Linked DNA regions of Sus scrofa: region 1 is linked to region 2. A link is a contact called in public Hi-C data. All regions are on one chromosome and are shown on one strand. Each heading gives the region's core, a stretch centred on a gene start, on an enhancer-like site or on the middle of the called end of the contact. The rest is flanking DNA. Distances are from core to core; before and after follow the strand shown.

Evidence for each region. Hi-C and Micro-C count contacts between places; a contact is called where the count stands out from the background.
Region 1: a Hi-C map of liver shows a contact between it and region 2, with 4 times the contacts expected there. The contact joins the promoter of CNOT11 here to the promoter of MAP4K4 in region 2. A contact is called at or near these places in 1 of 5 promoter capture datasets (fetal liver) and 1 of 47 Hi-C or Micro-C datasets (liver).

What each region holds. Positions count from the first base shown.
Region 1 is chr3:53,078,030-53,083,781 of Sscrofa11.1, reverse strand. It overlaps CNOT11 (CCR4-NOT transcription complex subunit 11), which reads left to right and starts at 2,467. Exons shown (of 7, transcript XM_003124884.6): 1 at 2,467-3,059. The coding sequence starts at 2,540.
Region 2 is chr3:52,647,258-52,652,929 of Sscrofa11.1, reverse strand. It overlaps MAP4K4 (mitogen-activated protein kinase kinase kinase kinase 4), which reads left to right and starts at 3,450. Exons shown (of 29, transcript XM_021087163.1): 1 at 3,450-3,663; 2 at 4,023-4,088. The coding sequence starts at 3,607. It overlaps LOC106509759 (a long non-coding RNA gene), which reads right to left and starts at 4,285. Exons shown (of 3, transcript XR_001307587.2): 1 at 4,002-4,285; 2 at 2,629-2,767; 3 at 961-1,139.

The DNA.
Region 1 (5,752 bases), core at 1,218-3,717, 430 kb before region 2:
GTTTTGGTTTCAGGGGGCTCATAATGTTCAATATTTTGAAATAACTTAGGAAAAAAAACCAATAAAACCTATGCATGCAGGCTAATTGCTGTAACAAACAGACCTCACAAGATTTTTTTTTTTTTTGGCCAGCCCTTGGGATGTGAAAGTTCCTGGGTCAGGGATCGAACCCATACCACAGCTGTAACCAAGGGCCACAAAGGTGACAATCCCAGTTCCTTAACCTCCTGAGCCACAAGGAAACTCCTAGATGTAACAATTGTATTTTATTTATTTATTTATTTATTTATTTTTATGGTTACATTCGTGGCATATGGAAGTTCCCTGTCCAGGGTTTGAATCCAAGCCACAGCTGCAGCAACGCTGAATCCTTTAGCCCACTTCACTGGGCGAAGTATCGAACCCACACCTCCACAGCAACCTGAGCTGCTGCAGTCTAATTTTTTTTTTTTTTTTTAATGGCTGTACCTGCAGCATATGGAGGTTCTTGGGCCAGGGGTCAAATTGGAACTTCAGCCACAGCAAGATTGGATCTGAGCTGCATCTGAAACCTACACTGCAGCTTACGGCAATGCCAGATCCTTAACCCACTGAATGGGTTGGGGGATCGAACCTGCATCCTCACAGAAACAATGTCAGGTCCTTAACCCACTGAGCCATGGTGGGAGCTACTTCAGTAGCATTACTAACCCACTGCATCACAAGGGCGCTCCCTAACCTCACAATTTTAGATGGCTCAAACACAATAAAATTTATTTACTATAATAAAAAAAATGATAGTATTTTCACGATAATTTGAATCAGTTTCCCAAGAATCCAAGCATTAGCAAGTTAAATCTGGTGCTGTTAGTTAATTGGCAGGGCTTTTCCAGGGGGAGATCTAACAGTAAATTGAAGAAGTCTTTGGAATATGCATTTTGATGGCCTAGCAATTTCTCTTTATTCAATTTTACTTTCAAATTAAGGTGGCGCTCAACTAGGTAACTTTTTTTTTTTTTGTCTTTTTAGGGCCACACCCGCGGCATATGGAGGTTCCCAGGCAAGGGGTCAAATCAGAGCTGCAGCTGCTGGCCTACACCACAGCCACAGCCACAGCCACAGCAACGTGGGAGCTGAACTTCGTCTGTGACCTACACCACAGCTCACAGAAACACTGGATCCTTAACCCCTGAGGGAAGCCAGGGATGGAATACGCAACCTCATGGTTCCTAGTAGAATTTGTTTCCGCTGCGCCACAACACTGAGCTGCTATCATTTTTTTCAGCATAGACTGGATTTCTGCAACTGGCCTGGTGGGAATTGCTAGTTGAAATCCTTGTAGGGTTTTGTAGGTCTAGGGAGGAACCTTGCAAGTCTGGGACCAGCCACTTGGTGGGTCCCAGCCTGGAGTGCACACTAGTCACCTGGGCAGATGTTTTTGCTTTTTAAAAATTTTACTAGGGCTGCACCTGTGGCGTATGTAGGTTCCCAGGCTAGGGGTCGAATCCGAGCTGTAGCTGCTGGCCTATGCCACGGCCACAGCAACATCAGATCCGAGCCACATTTGTGACCTACACCACAGCTCACGGCAACCCTGGATCCTTAACCCAGGGATTAAGGATCGAGGCCAGGGATTGAACCAGCATCCTAATGGATGCTAGTCAGATTCGTTTCCCCTGAGCCAGGACAGGACCTCTGTTTTTGCTTTTTGTTTGTTCATACCTGGCCATTAGGGCCAGGATTTGTAAAGGATTCCTGGAAACTTCCAGTGCACAGCTAAGGCCCAGAATGAGCGACCTAGGGCAGACTAGGTAAGAAGTTGCAAAGCAGGAGTTCCCTCGCGGTGCAGTGGGTTAAGGATCAGGCGTGGAGTAGGTTTGGTTCCTGGCTTGGGAATTTTTGTTTGCCACAGCGCAGCCAAAGAAAAAGTTGCACAACAATTTTGTATATAAATGTTTATTGTTAAGTTTCCAGAGATCTTGTTAAAATAGCCATGTACATGTGCAGTATGATTCCATTTCTTTAAAAAGGAGTGTAAGTCTAAAAATTAACTTTGCTTATGAGAAACATGTTATCCTTATCTGCACTTAAAGTTTTAGCATGACCATCCATGTGTGTTATATTAAAAAAGATTTCATATTCTAACATGCATTTTTCCAAACAAATAACACCGTCCTTTATTGAGACCGTTCGTTCCCGCACTGCCCAGGGGGGTCCTGGGGGCTGAACTCTTGAAGGAGGACAGGCAGACTATGCCGCAGCGGGGGGGCTATGGCACCGCTTGACTCCCACAGCGCGAGACCCGGCCGGGCCCCTCCCTCAGGCCCCGCCCCCATTTCCGGCGCTTTGCCCCGCCCACCCAGCGTCTGGGGATCTTCTCCCTGGCCCGGCACCAGCAGCCTCGCTCTGGCTCCGCGCTGCCCTTTCCGCGGCCGGCTGGTTTCTCGGTGTGTTTTGTTTGCGACGCTGTCGTGCAACAGCGCGCTTTACGGCCGCAGGGACGGAGCGAGCCGGCGCCAGGGCCACTCTGGCCGGGGAGCAGGGCGGGCGGGTGAGGTTGATGCCCGGCGGCGGGGCGAGCGCGGCGTCTGGCCGGCTTTTCACCGCCGCAGAGCAAAGAGGGACCCGGGAAGGGGCGGGGTCGGCGTCCAGGTGCGGCCCGGGGGTCTCCGGCTCCGGCAGCGGCAGAGGCGGAGCGGGCGTCCCCGGGCCGGGGAGTGGAGGCCCGGGGGGCCCTGCGGGCAGGATGAGCCTGACCCCGAAGGAACTCTCGAGCCTGCTGAGCATTATCTCGGAGGAGGCGGGCGGCGGCAGCACCTTCGAGGGCCTGTCTACCGCATTCCACCACTACTTCAGCAAGGCCGACCACTTCCGCCTGGGCTCGGTGCTGGTCATGCTGCTGCAGCAGCCAGACCTGCTGCCCAGCGCGGCGCAGCGCCTCACGGCGCTCTATTTGCTCTGGGAGATGTACCGCACCGAACCGCTCGCCGCCAACCCCTTCGCCGCCAGCTTCGCGCATCTGCTCAACCCCGCGCCGCCCGCCCGCGGCGGCCAGGAACCCGACCGGCCGCCGCTCTCAGGTACGCCCGGGGCCAGGTGTGCGTCGCCGAGGGTGAGATTGGCAGCTTCTCGGCCTTCACCCGCACTTGAAACTGATTGTTGCCTTTTGAGATTCCCTACCCCCCACCCCTTCCACCAAGTATGAAGAAGTAACAGCTTCATGGCGCCGAAAATTATCCCTCCCAACAATGCAGGTGGTCCAATCACGCAGCGTAATATGGGGCTTGATGGTTTAGCGCCTCAGATAAAATTTGTTCTCGTCAAGCCCGTCGGAGGTGTGTGAAGTTGTAAGTAATGACACACTGGATCTGCCCCCGGCTTTTAGTCTCAGACGAGTCAATTAGGAGTCATTCAGAACCTGAGGAAGTTGAGCGGAAACACATTTAACAGCGTTTAAGGACATCACAGCCACCTTCTTCTTGCTGTTAGGTCTTTGGGTAATGCGATGGGGGCGGAGGAGAGAAAGTCTCAAATTCACGGCCTAGGTTAGAAAACCCAAGGCTGTTGGACATGATGTGAAAGTTATGCTCGGTCAACTTCCGTGAAGATCGGTGGGTTTGATAGGAGGCTGCCTTTTTAAAAAAAAAAAAAAAACTCCAGAGATGCTTTATGAGACTTGAATTTGGGAGAAGACCTAAACCGGGCGAGGGGAAAGGCCCAGAAGAGATGGTGGTGAGGGTACCTGGAAGACTTAGTCAAGGACCAGTGTAGGGGGTGAGGCAGGTAGAGAGGTGGGAAGCAGCTTGATGGTAGGGTCCTTCAGCGGTGGTAAGACAGGCAGATCACTCCTTAGGTAGGGGGCTGCTATATAGGGAGCCAAGAGGTAAAGGCAGCCGGTTTTGAGTAAATACCAGAGGATTTCCTTGCAGGTGAGGGCTTCCACATTTTAAGATGGTCGTTTTTCCCGCTGCCCACTCCTCTGGATCTTAAGCATCTTCTGGTTGGTTTCCTGCACTGCCCTTGACCTAAGAGGAGTAACCTTTGTATTCCTTGAGGTGTCTGTGGGGTGGGGTGGGGAATGGTACTAAACCTGACTTTCAGGGAGTTTAAGAATGCCCAGAAAGTGGTTTTAATGTGTGTATTCGTCAAACCCACCACCCAAGATGGATGGGGGACAGTTTGGGATTTGGGTTGGGCGCTTTGAATTCTGTAGTCTGGGGTCAAGCCAAGGAACCGTAACCGTCATTCTCAATTGTGATGATTCCAAACCTAGATCTAGGCCGTAGACTGTGTTGTAAACACAAATCTGCCAGGGAAGGAATTCATGGGATTGGTTATTTTGCTGCTGTGCCTCATTTTCCTCATCCGTAAATTGCAGATAATTCTTAGCTGGTAGAGTTAGTATGAGGGGTAAGGGTATCTGCGGTAAGTGTTGTCCATTATTATCATTACTAGGTAGGGATGGTGCTTAAATACCCAACAGGGGGACTGCTGCTGCAGGCTTATTATATTTCACCTCAGGGGGAGCACCTAATGAGTATATGTTTTGAAAGTTTTTCAGATGATTCTGATGCAGAGCCAAGGTTGAGAATGTACCTGGAAGTAAGTAGGATGGCTTCCTTGCACTCTGTCAGGTTGAGACCAGACATAACTGTAGCCCCATGTGGTTAAGGCTGTACCAGATGTCTCACCCACAGGGCCTCAAGGCCCAGGAGCTCGTGTCTGTGCAGCTGGAGAGGCTTTACGAGGGAGCGATGTTTTTGCTGGATATTGATGGTGGGGAGAGAAGCACGTGGTCCTCTCAGGTATTTTTAAGGAGTTGGGTGTATTGGGTGTTTTGAAATAGGAATCAGGGAAGCTGAAAGATTTTGTGCACCTGAATCGTGGAACTCACAGATGGAGAGAAGTTCAGGAGATGAGATGAGGAAAGTGGGTTGGGACCAGATTACGAAAGTCCTACACTGGTGCCAACGTTTGAGTTTAATTCTCTGTAAATAGGTTAAGTATTGTGAGCAGATTTGTACCTAGAAATATAACCAAATGGTAAGTGGGGGTGTGGACTGTGGGTGGTGAATAGTCTGGCCACCCCTCTGCCTGAGAGGGAGGGAGGACAGACGGATGAGGCCCGGTGAGCAGGTGACTGTGGCAAGGGAGGGCCGCTGGGCTTGGCGCTGTGGGAATTGTAGCCGAGCTGTGTGTAGAAGCAGGTGTGTGGAGTAGTGTCTTTGGAACTTGTGATGCTTCCTCATCTTTCCAGCTTTAATGCAGTTGCTAGTAGCAGCAGAGAAGTATTTCTGAGCACTGTCGCTTTTTAAAATTTGTTTTTGCCTGCATAGGCAAGCTTTAACCTTTGCAGGAATTGAGAAATGTTAGAAAACAAAATTCTTAGTAGTTATAAAAACCTTAAGTTTCATCGACATTGTCACAAATCATAGAATTTCAGTTGACATTTAGTCTGCCCTCTGTATCCTCAGGTTCTGCATCCTAGGATTCAGTCAGCCCCTGGTAGAAAATATTCAAGGGGCAAAAGAAATTCCAGAGAGTTCCAGAAAGCAAACCCTAAATTTTGGTGACTGTTTACATAGTATTTCCATTGTACTTATGTAGTATTTACATAGTACTTACAACTGTTTATGTATCATTTACATTGTATTAGGTATTGTGAGTAGTGATTATTTATAAAGTATAAGGGAGGATGCGTGCAGGTTCTATGCAAATATTACACCACTTTACTTAAGGGACCTAAGTACCTTTGGATTTTGCTGTTCACAGC
Region 2 (5,672 bases), core at 2,201-4,700:
GGGCCTTCTGCAGGAATTAAACCAGCTGGTTACCTTGATCTTGGACTTCTAGCCCTCAGAAATTTCTGAAAATTCTTTTAATAAGCCACCCAGCCTGTGCTATTTTGTTATGGAGACCAGAGCTAATCCGTGGCTATTGACTGAGAACATGGCCCCCAACCTCAAAGCTGGGCAGGTGTGTGCTGCTTCTGCATGAAACATTCACTAACTCTGCAGGGTCCAAAAACCAAACCTTCCTTTGCCACCACCATTCAGGAACTCCCATCTTTTCTCCTGTTTGTGACAGCATCCTCCTAACTGTGAACAAGGCTCTGGACCACAAGCGTATCTTTTACCTCTGTCTAAACACACCATTAGATGCCAAGTCTTTAGAGCGTCTCCTAGCCCAACACTTATTCTATCTCCTTTCTCCAGGCCTTAGTGCCCTGGCCTGTGCTCTGGAGATGGCCTCTTAACTGTGTTCACCCTATATTTATCTAGTGTCTGGAAGAGGAAATGATGGAGGCTCAGAAGTTAGGGAACACGTGCCAGCTTGCGTAACTGATAAATTATAGAAGTAGGTTCCAACCCCGTTTAGTTTTGCCCCTAGTCTGGCATGCTTTCCAGTAGGCCTGTTTAGTGTTCTTTCCATCTAGAAAAAATTATTTATTTATTTATTTTTGTCTTTTTAGGGCTATACCCACCCGAGGCATATGGAGGTTTCCAGGGTAGCCACAGCAACTTGGGATCTGAGTTGCGTCTGCGACCTACACTAGAGCTCATGGCAACGCCACAACAGGAACTCCCTAGAAAAAATTTATCCTGTTCTTCCTTTAACTATAGCTTTTATGAAACAGTCTTACACCCATTAGCAGATTATAAGCTGTCTGAAGGTAGGCTGTCCTGATCTTTCCTATATCTTGGGCAGTGGCTAAGTCAGTGCCTTGCACTGGGGCAAGAACTTAAGAAAAGGTACTGAACTGAAAGTGGGAAATAACCATCACAATGGTGATATGGGAAACAGCAGCTTGGGAGAGAGATTTAGAGAAAGCTTGTAGAGATGGTTTCTGGAGTTCCCTGGTGGTGCAGTGGGTTAAGGATCCAGTGTTTTCACTGAAGGGGCGCTGGTTACTTCTGTGGAGAGGGTTCAGTTCCTGGTCCTGGAATGTCCGTGTGGGCATGACCGAAAAGAAAAAAAGAAAAAGGAAGAGATGGTTTCTGAATTGATCTTGAGGTGATGAAGAGAACTTGGTTAGGCAAAGGGCGTGGTGTGAGGTGGGCCTCAGTGTCATGAGGTTAGGATTGAGTCTTGAACCCATGGACAGAGGCTGGCTTGGGGGGCCTGTATGTTTCTGCATTAGGTTCAGCTGTGAATACTAAGCAAGTCAATTGATTTCTTTGGACGCTGGTTTCCTAATGTGTAAAGTGGGAAAAGTAAGAGTATCTACCATTTGGGACTAATGTGAAGAATAATCAAATAGTATATGTAAAGGATTTAGCACATTGTTTGGACCCCATATGTGTTACCTATTATTAATAGTAAATACGACTAAATTATTATTATTATTTTTATAGCCCAACCCATGGCATATGGAAATTCCCAGGCCAGGGATTGAATCTGAGCTGCAGCTCTGACCTAAGCTACAGCTGCGGCAATGCCGCTGGATCCTTTAACCCAGTGGAGCCAAGAATCCAACCTGCACCTCCACAGTGACCGGAGCTGCTGCAGCTGGATACTTAACCCACTGTGCCACAGTGGGAACTCCTAAAATCTTATTACTAGTACTATGGTCTGAAAGGTCATATGTGCACCAGTCCAACTCTGTGTAAATTATTTATACTCATAGATAATTCCATTGCTGTTGGTAGATTAAAAAACAACATAATTTAAAAGCACTACTAAATTCATAGGGAGACTTTGGCTACTACGATTTTCCTAACCAATGGATTCTAGGACTCCCTGAAGATATTTTAGCCTGTTGAGAAATTCTCAATAGTGGAAAATCTTGGAAACCAAACTGTTGGGAGGCAGGAGAGTGCTAAACATTCTGGGTAGAAGACTAATTTGGCTGAGTCAGAGATTTGGATTTTGGGGATAGGCTAGTGAGAATCCCCGTGCCACTTCCAGGCTTAAATGCCTTTAAGGAATTTAGAAAAATTCCTTCTCTTTCAGTACTTGAGTTTCCTCTTCTCTAAAATGAGGATAACATCATCCTAGGGCTAAAGGAGAGATTAAATTGATACTACATGTAAACCAAGAACTGGTAGATAATGATGGTCGTGTTTGTGAAGCCTTTCTGGAAGGGCCTTGGGTTTTCATCCAGTGCGGCTCCAGTTCTCAAAGTGTGATCCGTTGCAGACTCCGGAGGTGGGGTCGGCGGTCAGTGTTTTTCCAAAGGTGCGCTCACGTTTGAGAACTTGTATTCACAGTCTGGCAGGTAATAGGAAGCCACGGAAAGTTTTTGTCAGTGGAGTGATGTGACACAAATGACCGTTGGGCAGACCATATATTCTTGTTTAATAGGATGAAACTGCCTAACTGCTGCCTGGCTGCCAAAGCTGCCGGAAGCAGCCAGCTTTGATGGATCCTCAGTGATCTCTAGGCACTAAACTTGGGTTAACACTTCTGGCTCCCAATACGGTGCTCACCTTTACTGAGCGAGGTACTCAACACAAGGCAATTAGAGGAGCTGTTTGAGATTCAGTTTCCAGCGAAAGTCTCCGGACCGGGCAGCCAAAACAAATGATGCTCCGTGAATCCCGAACCTAACCAGGTCCTCGGTGTAGCCTGGAAAAGGAGAGAAAGGACAAGGAAACCAGGTAGGGAAACCGGAAATGAGGGTCTTAAGCGACTAGAACCCGGGGGTGGGGGAGGGGATGGGAAGAGCGGGGGCGAGGGCGCCTGGAGGACCCTCCTCCGCGGGGATCGCGGCGGAGCCGGGCGCGGCGGGGCGGGGCTCCGGGAGGGAGGAGTCGGCCGGCCCTGCGCCCGGGGGTCCGGGTCGCTTTGCCTTTGTCGCGGGTGCTGGAAGGGCGTGCTCCCCCTCCCCCGCGCCGCCCCGAGACCCCGGCTCCCGCGCGGCCTTTGTCCGGGCCCCACCCCTGTTGAATATTCACGCCGCGCCGCGGACCCCCCCCCCCGGCCCGGCTCCAGGCGCGAGCGCGCTTCCGCCCGCTTTTCCTGCCGGAGGAGGAAAGGGGGAGCTGTTGGCTCTCCTCAGAATCTCTTTTCGGTGTCCCGTTTCTCCTCCTCCCCGCCGCCACCGCCCCCCGCCCCCCGCCTCGCGCCCGCCTCCGCCTCCGCCTCCTGGTCATCTTTGTCTGGCGGCCTCGCGCTCCGGGCTCCACTCTCGGCGGCGCCGCGGCCCCTGCTCCGGGCCGCTCGTGCAGGCGCGCGGCGGGGCGCGGGGCCGGGGCCTGAGGCGCGGGCGACGCCCGGGGGCCTGCCGGCCGCCCCGGCCATGGAGTGAGCGCCGCCGCCGCCCGCCGCCCGGCGCCCGAGCTTGCTCCCGCCTGCCGCCCCCGGCCGCGCCCGCGGGCCCGCGCCACCCGGCCGGGCCTGCGACTCCGAGAGACACACCAGAGACGAATTGATTGTGGTCGATTTGGGGGTGACGAGAAGGGAAAATGGCGAACGATTCCCCCGCGAAAAGTCTGGTGGACATAGACCTGTCCTCCCTTCGGGTGAGTGGCCGCCGCGGGGCCGGGGGACCGGGAGCGGGGCGCTGGGAGCCGGGAGCGGGGCCGCGCCCTGGCCGGCCGGGCGCTCGGGCGCCGCCGTGGGCAGATCCGCGGGCGCGGCGGCCCCTTTGTCTGCCCGAGTCGGCGTGTGCGGGGTCCGGGGCGTGACCCTCCGCCTGCGCCGCCGCCCGGACCCCGACCCCGCGCGCCCCGGGCCCCTATCGCGGCCCCCAGTTGCCGGCCACCTCGCGCCGGGCGAAGCCCACCTCCTCGGTCACCGCCCTTTCTCTCCCGCTGCCCCGCTTCTTTTATTCATTGTTGTGCTGCTTTCCAACGCTCACCCATCCTCCTCTCTTCCTTAGGATCCGGCTGGGATTTTCGAGCTGGTGGAAGTGGTGGGAAATGGCACCTATGGACAAGTCTATAAGGTCGGTGCAGGCGCCTCCTTTGTTTCCCGGGGACGGGTTGAAACTTCTGATCCGGGGACGACGGGGAGGGTGATTGGACACGCCGCCGCCCGGAGGCTCAGCCGAAGTTGGAAGAGGGGTCCGGCCTCGCCGTCCCGCTGTTTTCAGCAGAGTTTATATTCAGACTGGCCTTAAAAGACCTCATTTCTTGGCTCTCAGATAAGGAAATAAGCTCCACTCTTAGGCATGCACCTTTTTTTTTTTTTCTTTTTCTTTTTTTTTTTTCAAGGAAATGGGAAAGCATTTTTGCATCAATCTACATTTTTTTTTCCCCCCTGTCTCTCCCAAATCTGGCCTTCTGAGTTTGTGTGTTAATTAAAATTCTGGATAGGCAGGCCTCGCCTGTGATTATCCTAAACCACTGCTTTGGCCTCCTTGAGAATCGTCTTCGTGTTTCCTCGTTTGAATCCTGGCCAGGCGCTCAATGAGGAGCAGAGTTTGGTGGTGTTACCTGGGAGTACTCCATAACTACCATACATTCTACTGACGGGTACATGTTTTGGGGAGTCAGGAGGGATGTGTGTTTGGGCAATAGGAGCAGGAAGAATTACAGTGTGAGGATTATGCACTCTAAATTCCAGGAATAACCTGTTTGACAGGTGTGTAATTGAAACAGAAAAGAGGCAGAGCCTCTGAGCAAAGAGGATGCCCAGATTTCACACCCACCCCAGGTCTTTCTCTAACAGCACCCCCTCCCCCCACTTGCCCCCAACAGTAAATGAAACTAACAAATCTGAAGACTTCCTGGACACCAGATATGACTAGCCCTGCTGTTCTGGAAATGAGGGTTAGCTGTAGGTAATTGAGGGGGAAGCCTTGAGAATTTGAAACAAATGTGAAATTCTCCCCAGTCCTGATTTGTTTCTTATTACTGAACAGCTTTCTCAAAGTTATCTGCACTGGGGGTGTTTTGTAGCCTGTTAGAGTGTTGTAGCTGGGTACAAGATTGGGACAGAAAAAAAATATCTTATGAAGCAGGGCTTTGTGGTTGGCTGTGAAGAATTGTCATTGTCTCATTAAAAATGGACAGGGGGGGGAGGGAGTGTGTGTGGGGGGGTTGGAAGCTGACTGTAGACCGTTTTCTTAGGCCAAATTAAGTGTGGATCCTATTGTCTCTTTTCTGCTTTGTGAATAGGGCTTATCTGCTTCTCCAAGGCCTCTCCCCAGCCCTAGCTTCCCCTGGCCTGGGCTGTGTACTGGCCTGGGTTGTGTACTGGCCTGTGGCCTGAACTTGAGTCTGTATTCTTAGGTGATCTCTAGTGAATTAGCATGTGTTTTGTTGGTTAACAGTTGGGGCCTCAGCCAGATTTTTGAATTTGAAAGGGAGCCCTGTTAACGCAGCCCGCTGGGCTCAACTGAATTTGGAAGCCTTTGGAAAATTATGGAAAAGATTGTGTTGCAACTCCCCGAGTGGTCTGCTCACTGGCTTAAAAACATTTTCCGGAGCCCCAGTGTTTGTTTAAGCACCGGTAGTTTTTTTCTAACCCAGTTTTTCTGGCTTAATCTGAGTGTTGAGTGTTGTCTTCCAAGTGAGTTAGCCAGAAC